Linked DNA regions of Sus scrofa: region 1 is linked to region 2. A link is a contact called in public HiChIP or PLAC-seq data. All regions are on one chromosome and are shown on one strand. Each heading gives the region's core, a stretch centred on a gene start, on an enhancer-like site or on the middle of the called end of the contact. The rest is flanking DNA. Distances are from core to core; before and after follow the strand shown.

Evidence for each region. HiChIP or PLAC-seq counts read pairs in DNA pulled down with a chosen protein or histone mark.
Region 1: an H3K27ac HiChIP or PLAC-seq map of skeletal muscle shows a contact between it and region 2, with 3 times the contacts expected there. The contact joins the enhancer-like site here to the promoter of NAA50 in region 2. A contact is called at or near these places in 1 of 5 promoter capture datasets (liver), 8 of 47 Hi-C or Micro-C datasets (alveolar macrophages, embryonic fibroblasts, heart right ventricle and 4 more) and 2 of 2 datasets of contacts at active chromatin or transcription factors (alveolar macrophages and skeletal muscle).

Annotation. Positions count from the first base shown.
Region 1 is chr13:145,902,812-145,909,214 of Sscrofa11.1, reverse strand. It overlaps CCDC191 (coiled-coil domain-containing protein 191), which reads right to left. Exons shown (of 16, transcript XM_021070343.1): 8 at 5,510-5,660. Among named protein-coding and RNA genes, the nearest start is that of CCDC191, 26 kb to the right of the region's middle. Within about 2 kb of position 1,369, at least 6 of the 83 cell types and tissues checked have an H3K27ac peak or open chromatin away from gene starts, as enhancers often do. A contact at or near this core is called in retroperitoneal adipose tissue and skeletal muscle, where this site is marked.
Region 2 is chr13:146,190,270-146,196,082 of Sscrofa11.1, reverse strand. It overlaps NAA50 (N(alpha)-acetyltransferase 50, NatE catalytic subunit), which reads right to left and starts at 2,865. Exons shown (of 5, transcript NM_001244807.1): 1 at 2,564-2,865. The coding sequence starts at 2,571.

The sequences.
Region 1 (6,403 bases), core at 120-2,619, 290 kb after region 2:
TTTGGCAGGTGCAGCCAAAAAGAAAAAGAAAAATAGCAAACTAAACAAACAACTTCCTGACCAACACCAACAAAATTTTACTTGGAAATTTTCCATAGAAAGGCTATATTAAGTAAAACATAATAATGTTTCAAACAACTCCTAAAATGCACACCACATATTGTCCTTGGCAGTAAGTGCAGAAGGGAGAGTTACATAAATCCTGATATTCTTTACGTGTGTGCTCAATAATTCTCTTACTCTGCAGTTTTATTTGCAAAGAGGCTTTTCCTTCATTTCCTTCCCTAAACATAAGACAACACGGCTGCTATGTTTCAGTTCAGAAATGGTTTTTCTTCAGTGGTATGTAGGCAGTTCGGATAAAACTAAGATCTTTGCTGTATAAATGAGGTTCAGTTTTCATTACTTTGTAAGAAAAAAATGCAGGCTTCTTTTCCACATATTTCCACATTCCCTCAGTTTAGTTTGGGGCAGCCTTTTGGAAGGCACTGTGCCACAAGCATAATATCGATAGTGCTTTTTTTGGGTCATTATTATCTCATCATCTAACAGAGATACCTAACGAAAGAGACAAACCAAAACCTTCCCATAGAATTAAGACATGGGTTAGTGTCAATCCATCTTTCATTGTTTTCTTCAACTTTCAAAAGCAGGAAAAATCATAGATCTTCTTATCTGAAGAAAACATAAAATGTATTTCAGAATTAAGAAGGCTACTTTCCAAAGAGTGTAAGAATTTCATAGTTAATCCCTTGTTGTTTCCACTAATTAGCACGGACATGTGGCTTGCTGAATCTCCCCAAGAGATTTCATTGCAAAATCAAAGAGAAAGTAGGATGGAAGTAGAAAGTTTCTATATAAAAACAAATGTTTTGGATAAAATAAAAAGAACCGGCATTGAAATGAGTGGGAAAGATGCATTAAGAGTGCTGAACCTGAACTTGTGTTTTGATAAAGAGAGACTGCTATGTTTCTCTCAGAAAATCTCCTGTTAAATAATGTGGCCCAAATGTGATGTTAAATTGTTTGGGGGGAACAAACAGAATCCAGAGTCAAGCACAAAGAATACAAGGGACTAAAAAAGCCTGAATTAGAGCAACCCTTAGAAGCAGATTCTTTAAAGTCTTCCTGCAAATTATACAGGCTGTTGTTGGGTTTGTGCCAGTAAACCATTCTGAGGGTGCTGACAAGCGTTTCCTGTACTCACTGAAAGCCAGGTAGGCATTTTCCCCCCTTTTATCCTGTGGTCATATTTAGGCTGCTGAGTATCTAAGTTTCATTACCCAAGGGCAGCTTCAGGCTCCCTCAGAACCAGGCTAGGAATGTGGACTGGGACCAAAATAATGAGCCCAGAGGGCCTGCTACTCTGGTGGAATTTACCAGAGGACATCCTGTCTCCAGCCAAGTCTACATAAAAGCCTGAGGAGTCTGGTAGGTGGATTATTCCCTATGTCTCAGTTATACCCACATGCTGAAGAAATCTAAATTAGAGGTTCACTAACAATAACACACATGAGTAACATAATCACACTGAAGAAGAAGGGGAAGAAAAGAACCAACCTAAGTAACTTTGGAAAACAAGTTTGACTGAATAAGGCTAAAAACAAAAACAAATGGACAAATATTACACTGAACTTAGTAAATCTGTTTTCAAAGCAGTATAGGTTACCAATCCTGAAACTACTTTTAGAATGTACTAGGACTAAAAAAATAAGTAAATATTTTTTAGATAATAAGCTCCAGGTTTCTGACTATCAGAAAGAAGTTATAAACAAGCAAGGGGGAAAGGCTAAATTAAAAACTGAGGTTGAAGTTACCATTATGAACTCACAATTATTTTAATATATATACAGCTAGATACAGAAACAAGTTACAAATAAGGAAGGGGAAAGGACAGCATGACCCCTGTGTTGTAGCCCTGGAATTGGATGTGTCAGTATGAACTCATGGATTTTAATGTGTGTACAGCTAGACAAAGAAATAAATATAATGTGTATTATGTGTAGATTACTATATGTACATCTATTTCTCAGCTCTGTCTGCTGAGAGGGCCCAGATACAATGACACCCCAGCATAGCTAGTACCCAGACTGTGGTTTCTAAATTATTCTTCAATAAAAGGAAGCAGGGTACCATGTAGAAGTGGTTGATTCTAGAGCTGGGTCAGGGAAAATACAAGATGAGCCTGGAACAGCTTGTGCTGCCAAAAAGAAAGGAAATGCCTCCCAAAAATGATTTTCAAAGGTAAAAGGAGTCAACCTGAAAGATTCCCCAATGGTCAAGGTTAGAACAATTTGAGTAACAAAGTAAACAATAATATTAAAGTATAACTCATAGGATAAATATCTATAAGCCCATACTAATAAAAATAAACAACTAAGTGAATAAATAAATATATGAAGGAGAAGGGTCAGTTTTTCCTTCTATAAAAATTTCAATAAATGGAGACAAGATGAGGGAAATAAAAAATCATCATTAGTCAGATACCACAGTAATTATTGTTATAGGAAAGATTCACCAATGGATGCTAAAATTAATAAGTGAAAGTTTAAGGATAAACAGGATATTTGCATAGTTTCACAATACTTCCTCTAAGATATTTATGAATTACAAAGGGAAAAGCACTAATTTTACCATTCACAGTGAAGAAACCTAGCAGACACAATCTTAAGTGATGGAGGGTAACATCAGTAGTAATAAGACACATTAACATTATGTACCCCTGATATGATACACTGAGAGGGGCACAGCATCACTTCTTGTGGTATTCTTACCAATAATAATCTCCAGTGAAGCAGAAGGGAACACTGGAAAGCCCAAATTGAGAGACATTCTACAAAATACCTGACCAGTACTCTTCAAAAATGTCAAGGTCATAAAAGACAAAGGAAGATTGAGGACTGGCCCTGTCAGAGAACTAGAGAAGACTAAAGAGATATGACAAGCAAATGTAGGATGAAATTATGGATAAAGTCCTGAAACAGAAAAAGGACCTTTAGTGGAAAAACAGGTGATACTCTAATAAAGTCTTTAGTCTTGTTAACTGTATTTAATGGCATTGTAGCAATGTTAATTTCCTATTTTGGGATAATTTTACTATGGTTATATGAGATGTTTAAACCGGAGAAAGCTGGGTGAAAGTATTCAAGAACTCCATTACTGTTTTTTGCAAATTTTCTATATGCCTAAAATTATTTCAAAACAAAGACTTAAAAATATAGGTTCAAATCAAGCAGAACTGTGTCGAGGTAATTTACTCATAGTCTCTTGTTTTAAAATATACCTGCTGGTCTTTTGAAGGCTGAGTAATCTGTGTTAGTAGGCCACTAATTTTGTCCAACTCTTTGTGTCTAAAATTCACACTTCCTAAAACTTATACCGTCGGACCTCTGTATCTGCAGGTTGTGGATTCAACAAACCATGGATGAAAAGTATTCAGGGGAAAAAAGTTTCCAGAAAGTTCCAAAAAGTAAAACCGGATTTGCCATGCTGGCAACTATTTACAGAGCATTTACAAAGCATTAGATATTGACCTGGAACAAATAGACTGCCAGGTATTATTCCAGCAAAGATGGGGTTATTTGGGATCAGCAAAGAATTGCAATCTGGGATCTGCAACCATGGTGAGCCACATGCAATTTCTTGCAAGAGAAGGGGAGGAGAACTCTAAACATAGAGGAAAAGGAAGTTGGGAGGGCTGTAGTAAAAAGAGTCCATGGCTTTTCATTGGCTGAGTCCTTGCCAGTAAAGAAGAGGAGTCTTACTTTCTGATGAACTCTGCTATTGTTGCAGGGCATGAGAGCTCCCCCTTCTGGTCTCTTGACTCTACTTAATTCAGGTTTCTGTTTATTAATTTTTTACATAGGAAATCTAGAGATGATTTAAGGTGTATGAGAGGATGAGTGTAGATTATGTGCAAATATTACACTATTTTATATAAGGGATTTAAGCATCCATAGATTTTAGTATCTGTGTGGGGTCCTAGAACCAGTCCCCCATGGATACGAAGGGACAACTATATTACTTTTTCCTGTACAGTGGATGTCAATAAAATTAAAAAATTAATCTTACAGGGAGCACATATCTTAACCATCTCTCGCTGGTTGGGTAACATATCATGGCACTTGTTCCTTACATCTTCTCGACATGGGCCCCTGAACACTCATTTCAAATCTGAACTGTTTGTTAATTTGTAGGACATGTTAACTCCATTCATCTCATGAAGGACACATCATTGAAGAGTCTTTGCCAATCCTTCCCCAAATGTGGATCCCAACTCTTAATATTTCCTCCTACCACACTTCCCTTTCTATTCCTAAAGCTGGAACTCTACCAAATTCTTGTTGTTTTATATTTGAATTTTTATGACTTCTTGCCTGTCAGTCCAAAATACTGCCATCAAACATGTCTAACTTTTTAAAATAATTGCTTTAACTATTTGTTTTCCTTACATCTTAGTTATCTATATCATATTCAAATTCCTGTTACTTATTTCCAGGGCCTTTGTAGTCTATCCTATGTTTATCCCTCAGTATCTTCCTGACATCGCTTTTTTTTTATTTGTTAAATCCATTTATACATTATACATTCATTCCATTAACTTTCACTGAATTTCATCAGTGCCTAAGGGCCTGGGTTGCATGTTGTAGGAAATATAAAATATACATATTTATTTTTTCTCATACAACTTTCTCATTTACAATTCTTTCAAGCAGTTCCTTTCACCTGAAACATCAGAAACCCCAAATGTATACTGTTATCAATTCCACTTCATTGAAAAAAATCTGTTTATGTAGCCTGAGGAGTATGCTCATTTGTCAATGAAAAATAAAAGTGGAACTAAAGAAAGGGAGAGTTGAATAAAATAAATGCAGACCATTAAAAGTAAAGGCACAAATATATCATTGTTTAGGATCTAAGCTACCAAAAAGCAAGTAACTTTCTGAATAATTCCTCTAAATAACCTAGAACACATAAGACTATCAAAGTGGAAGCTGAGCTTTCAAGAACTTCCAAAGGTGGGAGTTCCCATCGTGTCGCAGTGGTTAATGAACCCAACTAGAATCCATGAGGATGTGGGTTCAACCCCTGGCCTCAGAGGGTCAAGGATCCGGTGTTGCCATGAGCTATGGTGTAGGTCACAAGACATGGCTCAGATCTGGCATTGCTGTTGTGGCTGTGGTGTATGCGGGCAGCTGTAGCTCTGATTTGACCCATAGCCAAAAGTCTACATTAGTAGTTATATACTATTCTAAACAGGGTAATTTAGAAGACATCCCAGATCCCGATTCTCCAGAATCACACAGAGTATATAAGAATAGCCCGTGAACAAGGGATTGAAGCACTGACCTATTACTAGGCCAGATGGACAGCACAGAACAAATGATGTGAGCAATTTTGGTATTTGTGATGATACTCAGTTGGGCTTAGTATTATAATGTCCCACCTCTGAGAAAGCCTTTTGTCATTTATGCTACAGAACGCTGAACAGAGATATTACAATCCCTACCTCACAATCTTCCTTGAAAGTTTGGATTAATAACTTTTTAAGTTTCTTCTTTCTTTCTTTTGCGATGTTTTCTGCATCCAGAATATGAACACTCTGAAACACGCCTTTCTCTGGATTTTTTGGAGAATTTTCGTCTTGCTTTTTCTTCTCTCTATTAATAACAATTTAAAAATATATGTATAACAATATAGACTTGAAAATGAGTAATTAGAACTTGCCATAGTGAAATGAACACTAAACTTTCCATCAGAAGATATAGATTTTTAGATCTGGCTGTAAAACTACATAGTAGGTTTTTTTTTTTTTTTTGAGCCTTAGTTTATCCATTTATAAAATAGTTAAATGAAATAAAATTGTTATAATGTACTCTGAAAAGTAGAAAGCCCTATAGGTATTTTAGTAAAGTATTTTTATTGAGTTTAACATTGAGTGATACCTTGATCAAAATTTGAGTTAACAACTGCTTGGTATTCTCCAATATAGACATTAGGTCTCTCTCTTACAAGGGGAGACAAAAAAAGATCTTCAGGTAAGAAAGGAATGAGATTCTTACCATAAGGCTTTTAGAAGGTTTCTAGGAAGAAAAATAATAAAAGGATCAAGTGTTGCTGAATAAGGAGAAAATGAATTTATACTAATTCTAAAATATCTGAAAAGAGAAAAAAATACAACTTAATAACGAAAAGGATTTCAGAGTAACGAGACTCTCTTAGTAACTCTATCTGTTTCTCCTTTCTGGTTCTCTCCTTCTCACCCACCTATCTTTTCTTTCTCATCCAGGTCATTCCTTTTACACTCACCAATCCAAGAAGCTCATAGCCGTTGCCTTCTCATTGGAGTGTATTAACCTACATAGGCATGCATAAGTGTATAAGGTATATATTTTATCATTGA
Region 2 (5,813 bases), core at 1,616-4,115:
GAGTTAGTGGTTCTGCATTTGTTTCCAATTTTAGATACTTCTATTCAACTTACAGTTCAGTCAGCTCAATACATAATAAAACACTTAGCAAATAAAATTTCACAGAAAACCCCATAATCAGGACCACTGTTTCATTTTCACAGGTCTTTATGAACCAAGAGTCTGGACTGTTAGTACTGACCACATTGTACTTAATAGAAATCTCTGAAGGCAAGGACTTTAAAATCTTTTAAATAATATCCACTGTCTTCCCTTGTCCAACACCGTAAGGATAAGACTTACAAAGTGAAAAAAGTATAAGAAAAAATATAAGATCCCATCTTATCTGGGAGTTAGTTTATCTACAAAGTTAAAGGAACTATTCCTGTGAAATTGTCTTAAAAGTTTACCATTAAGAACATAAGCTTTTTTTTTTTGTCTTTGTGCCTTTTCTAGGGCCACTCTCATCAACCACTGAGCCACGACAGGAACTCCAATAATCTTAAAACTGTCGCAGCTCTTAAGAGGTGATAGCAACTAGACTAAAGGGCTCTACATTTCAGGCATAGCTGATGACATAAGGTACACATTTCATAACTGTAAGTTTCCTCTAAATTTGTCCATTTACTCATTTCTGGAGATTTGCCTCCATGAAGTTATTATCTATAAAAAACCATTTTAGGAGCTCCCGTCGTGGCGCAGCAGAAACAAATCCAACTAGGAACCATGAGGTTGTGGGTTCCATCCCTGACCTCACTAAGTGGGCTAAGGATCTCACATTGCTGTGACTGTGGTGTAGATCACAGACGCAGCTTGAATCCTGCGTTGCTGTGGCAAAGGCCGGCAGCTGTAGCTCTGATTGGACCCCTAGCCTAGGAACCTCCATATGCCGAGGGTGCCACCCTAAAAAAAAAAAAAGCAAAAAATAAATAAATAAATAAAAAATCATTTTAAATAAAAAGATAATTGCCTCATGAGTATATTACCTGAAGGTAGATCGTGAATAATACTGCTCTTTGACCTCATTTCTATGGCCAAGTTAGTATCAGGAAGAGCATTACATCCTAGGTAGACTGAGCTAGACCAAAGATTTTTGATTCAGAATAATTCCTTGGAGGCATTCTTTTATAAATCCATGCGCAAGTTCAACACCAGGAACTCTTCAACCTCATTTTTATTACTTTAACAAATACAAATAAGTATTGAGTGGTACAGACAGTATCTATACTCGGGAAAAAAGGAAAAATCTCGCCAAGTTGTACTGGATCATACATAAAATAGCCAAACTTCTAAATCATGATTCAAGTGCAGCACATGCTTCCAATATCTCTCAATCAGTATCCTAATTGGAACACTTCAGAACCTGATGAGAAATAATGCAGGTACTGTGAAATTTTCATGATTTCTAAACTTTAACCCCAAACATGCAATTCGACATCACAATATTTAAAGTAAAATCAGAGTAAGGAATCACATTACAATCCTTGGGTCAAATTTAACTTTCTTGGACCTCTTCTGCGACCTCAAACACATATATACACCGAAGAAATATTTACACCCTTGTTTTAGACAGTATGACTCTGAACGCTGACTTTTATTTCATCCTCAAAAGGGGTGCTGAATAATTTGAAAGGTTCCTTAACCCAAAACACAGTTCTTTAACTGACTTGCTATAACAGAAAAAACTCAGGCATCTCAGAAAGGTTTTAATATTGCTAAGATTTCATTTCTTTCTCTAAGGAGGGTAAAGGCAAAACAGCTTGGTCACTATTTTAAAACACCGTGTTATGTAATGAATACTTCAACAATAAGCAATTTAATAGAGTAAGGTGACAGCTTATTCAAATAGAAATAGTCGAAGAGAAACCATCCTTTACTTTATCCAAGAGGGAGACTGTGAAAGTATATTAACTTTGCCAAGCACCTGAAGAAAGCTTCCAAGGACCCCCCTCAAGGCACTGGGGCAAGAGTAAACTCCTGCAGCAATAGCTCCACCTACTGATCAACAATACTTCCTTGAACATTCTGGCACCCCAAGTCTACAGTGCTCGCGCTCTCCCCCTCCTCCACTCGCTCTGACCCAACCCAAATCCAGTTGAGTCACTAGCTTTTAATACTCATCTCCATGCTTTTTATTTAAATTCCTTCTCCTTCCAGAAGCTTCTGCATCGCTTCCAAGTACAAATAAGCCCGAAAGATGTCAAAGACCACAGTTCTCAGTGTGGAGCCTGGATCTGATGAGGACAACCAGACCACTCCACTCGAGTCGCGGGCCGGGGGTGGCTATGCCGTCCGCTCCCAGACAGGAGGCCACAGGCGCCTCACAAGAGCTCGTCCCCTCTGCCCCAGCAAGATCTGGTTTCCACTTAACCCACATTCGTCCTCTGGGCCCAAATTCTGGGTTCCCCGGGTTTTGCTTCTGCTGGCCCTTCAGCCCGCCAACAGCCCGCGCCGAGCCTCCGCCCCCTCCGTGAGCAGAGAATCCCACAAACCTCCCTCCGCCAGGTCCTGGCCCAGAATCTCTCACTTCCTTCGCAGCCCCTCTCTCCCGCCGGTCGGGCCCTGTCTGGCTGCCCTTCCTCACCCTTTCATCTTCCCCGCCTGCTGAGGCCGTTGTTACCACCGATATCAACGCCGTTGTCGTCGCCGCCCTGAGCTCTCCGCGCCCTCAGCTCGGGCCACTCAACCCCACAAGCCGACCTCCTCGCCTAGGGCAGGGAGCTGAGCTGTTGACGGAGGCCGCGAGATTCGAGCGCAGCCCTGCGTCTCCAGAGGGGGCGGCGGTGCGTCCTGCCGCCGTGCCGGTGCCGCCACTTCTCCACACGTGCACACGGAGCAGTCGCCTCCCTCCTGCCGCCGCCGCCAGCCAGACTCGCCGCCGCGCTGTGACCTTTCACCCCGCCCCCTCTGCGCGCCGGCGCGTCGGCCGTCTCGCGCGCAGGCGCACTTCAGATCTTTCCGTACCCTTCCCCCTCCACTTCAGAACCTCCATCTTTTACTGGGTTCCGCCTTCTGGCGTCATCCTTCTCCTCCTGTCCCTTGCAACACAACTTGTGGGGCTTGCTGGGTCGGCCCTGGCGGTAAAATCCAGATTTTTTCCACCCCTCCCTTTCCTCTTCCACTTCAAATAGATCAGTCTTCTTCCTCTGTTCTTTCCAGTTGATAGTCTCCAGTATGAACTTCAGACGGGCCTGTCTCCTAATATTTTATAAAACTGGTTCTTCTTAATGTAAAGAAGCTTATGGAATACTTAGATGAGGTGCTTTTAAGACAAATAATTGTAATTGATAATTGGCTGGATAACTTGGCTTGCGTCCAGCATGTTTCAAGTTTTCATGTCACGTGACTACCCCAAACCCTCAAGCCTGTGATTCTACCTGCGGGCCCCAGGAGAACGGAACTCCATCGCCATTTCCGGTCCTTAGACCTCGGCGGTGAACGTCACTTCCTTAGCAATGCACTTTAACCCGTTCCACCCACGTCTTCTCCGTTGTACTTTACAAACATAATCTTTGTGAACACTTTCGTTTTTCCCTAACATCTAATGGCAAGAAAATTACTGTTCAAACGATCCGAAAAAATACAGGCCCACGAGATGCAGTGAGCCTGGCTAGGGAGGACTGGGCGGAGCTCGAGGTCACGTGACTCTAGGCCCGCCCCCTTCTCTGCAGCTGAAGACTTCCCCTCCCACAGTGACAGAGCCTCTGGGTCGGTCGGTGTCGGTACACTTTTTGCACCTCGCGCCCGGGCAGGTGAGCGGCGACCGGTAACCGGCGGCTGGTGGGGCTAGAAGGAGTGGGAGGAGGAAGAGAAAGCAGCGTGTGCATGGTGGCTTCTCCTTTTCAGGGCTTCCTCCTCGCTGTCATCCTGCATTGGCGAGGAGCTTATTTCTCCAGTTATCTTGACCCTTGCTCCCCCACTGTGGTCGCCCCTGCAACCTAGGGGTTGGGACGTCCACCTTTCCCACGGTTGGGGGTGAGTGCGGCCATTGTGGTTACCCATTCGGACTCTTCGGGGCTTCGGGTATTGGGATTGGTTCAGGCATTCCTCGGTGTCTGCAGTAGTCTCCAGGTCTGAATCCCCAAAACCCATTCTTTGGCAGAGGCCTTGCATGGTCTTTACATTCAGCCCTAGGCTGGGGAGCGGGAGGTAGGACAAACCCTGGAGGCAGAGGCGTCTCCTGCGAGACAGGCTTGGGAGAGAATGTCACCAATGTGGCCCTCATTGCGGAGTCACTGTAAAGCTTGCTTCCAAATGTGCATTCTCTGTAATTGAGTTTTTATCTGACATCCCTGCAAGGGTTGTTTTAAAGATGTTTGCAAGCGTTGAATGGGTCTGGAAAGGTAAAAGGTGGCCTTTTACCTTTCTCTTCTCTGATGTTACAGTGCAGAAAGGGAAAGGACAGTTGAAAGAATAAATATATACTAGGTTCAAAACAGAAAGTGCTGATAATGCTACAGTCTCGATTGAATGGGGAGATGTTGAAAGATGGTGTTGCCGGGATCATGGTCTGCGGATACCCAGGCTAGCTTTAGGAAACGTGATTTCCCAGGAAAGGAAGTAATTCAGAAACTGACTGGGCTAGAAAGATTAAAACCAAATGTATTTGACCATAAACTTAAAGGTAAAGAGGTTAAGTCAAGATGGTTTCTGCCTTTGAGGTCCTCTTTCCATTTTCCCCTAAAATCCTACTTAATCACCACTCCTTTGACTAGTGGTAAATTTATATTAGGTAGCATTTGTGTCCCTCCTTAGCTTTCCCTATTTTAATTTATTTATTTATTTTTTTACTTTTTTTTTTTGTCTTTTTGCTATTTCTTTGGGCCGCTCCCACGGCATATGGAGGTTCCCAGGCTAGGGGTCGAATCGGAGCTGTAGCCACCGGCCTTTGCCAGAGCCACAGCAACGCCAGATCCCAGCGGTGTCTGCAACCTACACCACAGCTCACGGCAACGCCGGATCGTTAACCCACTGAGCAAGAGCAGGGACCGAACCCGCAACCTCATGGTTCCCAGTCGGATTCGTTAACCACTGCACCACGACGGGAACTCCAGCTTTCCCTATTTTTAAAACTCTAGGTGACTTTTTCAGATTTTGATGGATAGTATTTTGTGAAAATACAGAAATGATTTTGTTTAGGTTTTGCCTAACCCTGTATACTCCCATTTCATTGGTAGTGTAGTTACCGTTGTTTTGACCCCAAGCAGTGTGCTTTAGGGAAGAGTGTTTTTCTGTTTGAGGTTAAACTCTTTTGTTTATACTGCAAACTCAGAAACTCCCTTGATTCTTTTAAATTGAAAGTTCTTACAGAAATTACAAACTTGATTTTTAGAATTTGGATTATACTTTTTCTTCATCTGAAAAATCATATTCTCAGTTAAGCCTTGTGGTTTTCTAACCCATGTAATTGAAGAATTCATTTAAAAGACAGCTGAAAAGTGAGGAAGATGGAATCATTGTCTTTGGATATGACTGACTTATTTTGTTTTTCTGTATCTTCCAAATGTACAATAAACTGGTTTTATTTTGTTAAAGGGAAAGTTAAAATTCTAGAGTCACAGAAGTTTAATAAAATATTTTATGTTAGGTTCAAAATAGAGAAATTAGCCCATTGATGCTTATTACCTGAAAACATAACCTTAGACATCTTTATGCCTTCTCCAAGTAATGAAGAAGACAACTATTTATTATTAACACTTAACAGCATTTTATACATATCACCTATGTTGGACAATAGCACTAATCAATCAGCATGCCTGCTACTATATATAATTTTATCCATTAGTTTGCTCCAGAGTGAGCTTCCCTGATCTCTAGAGAGAAAAATATAAGCA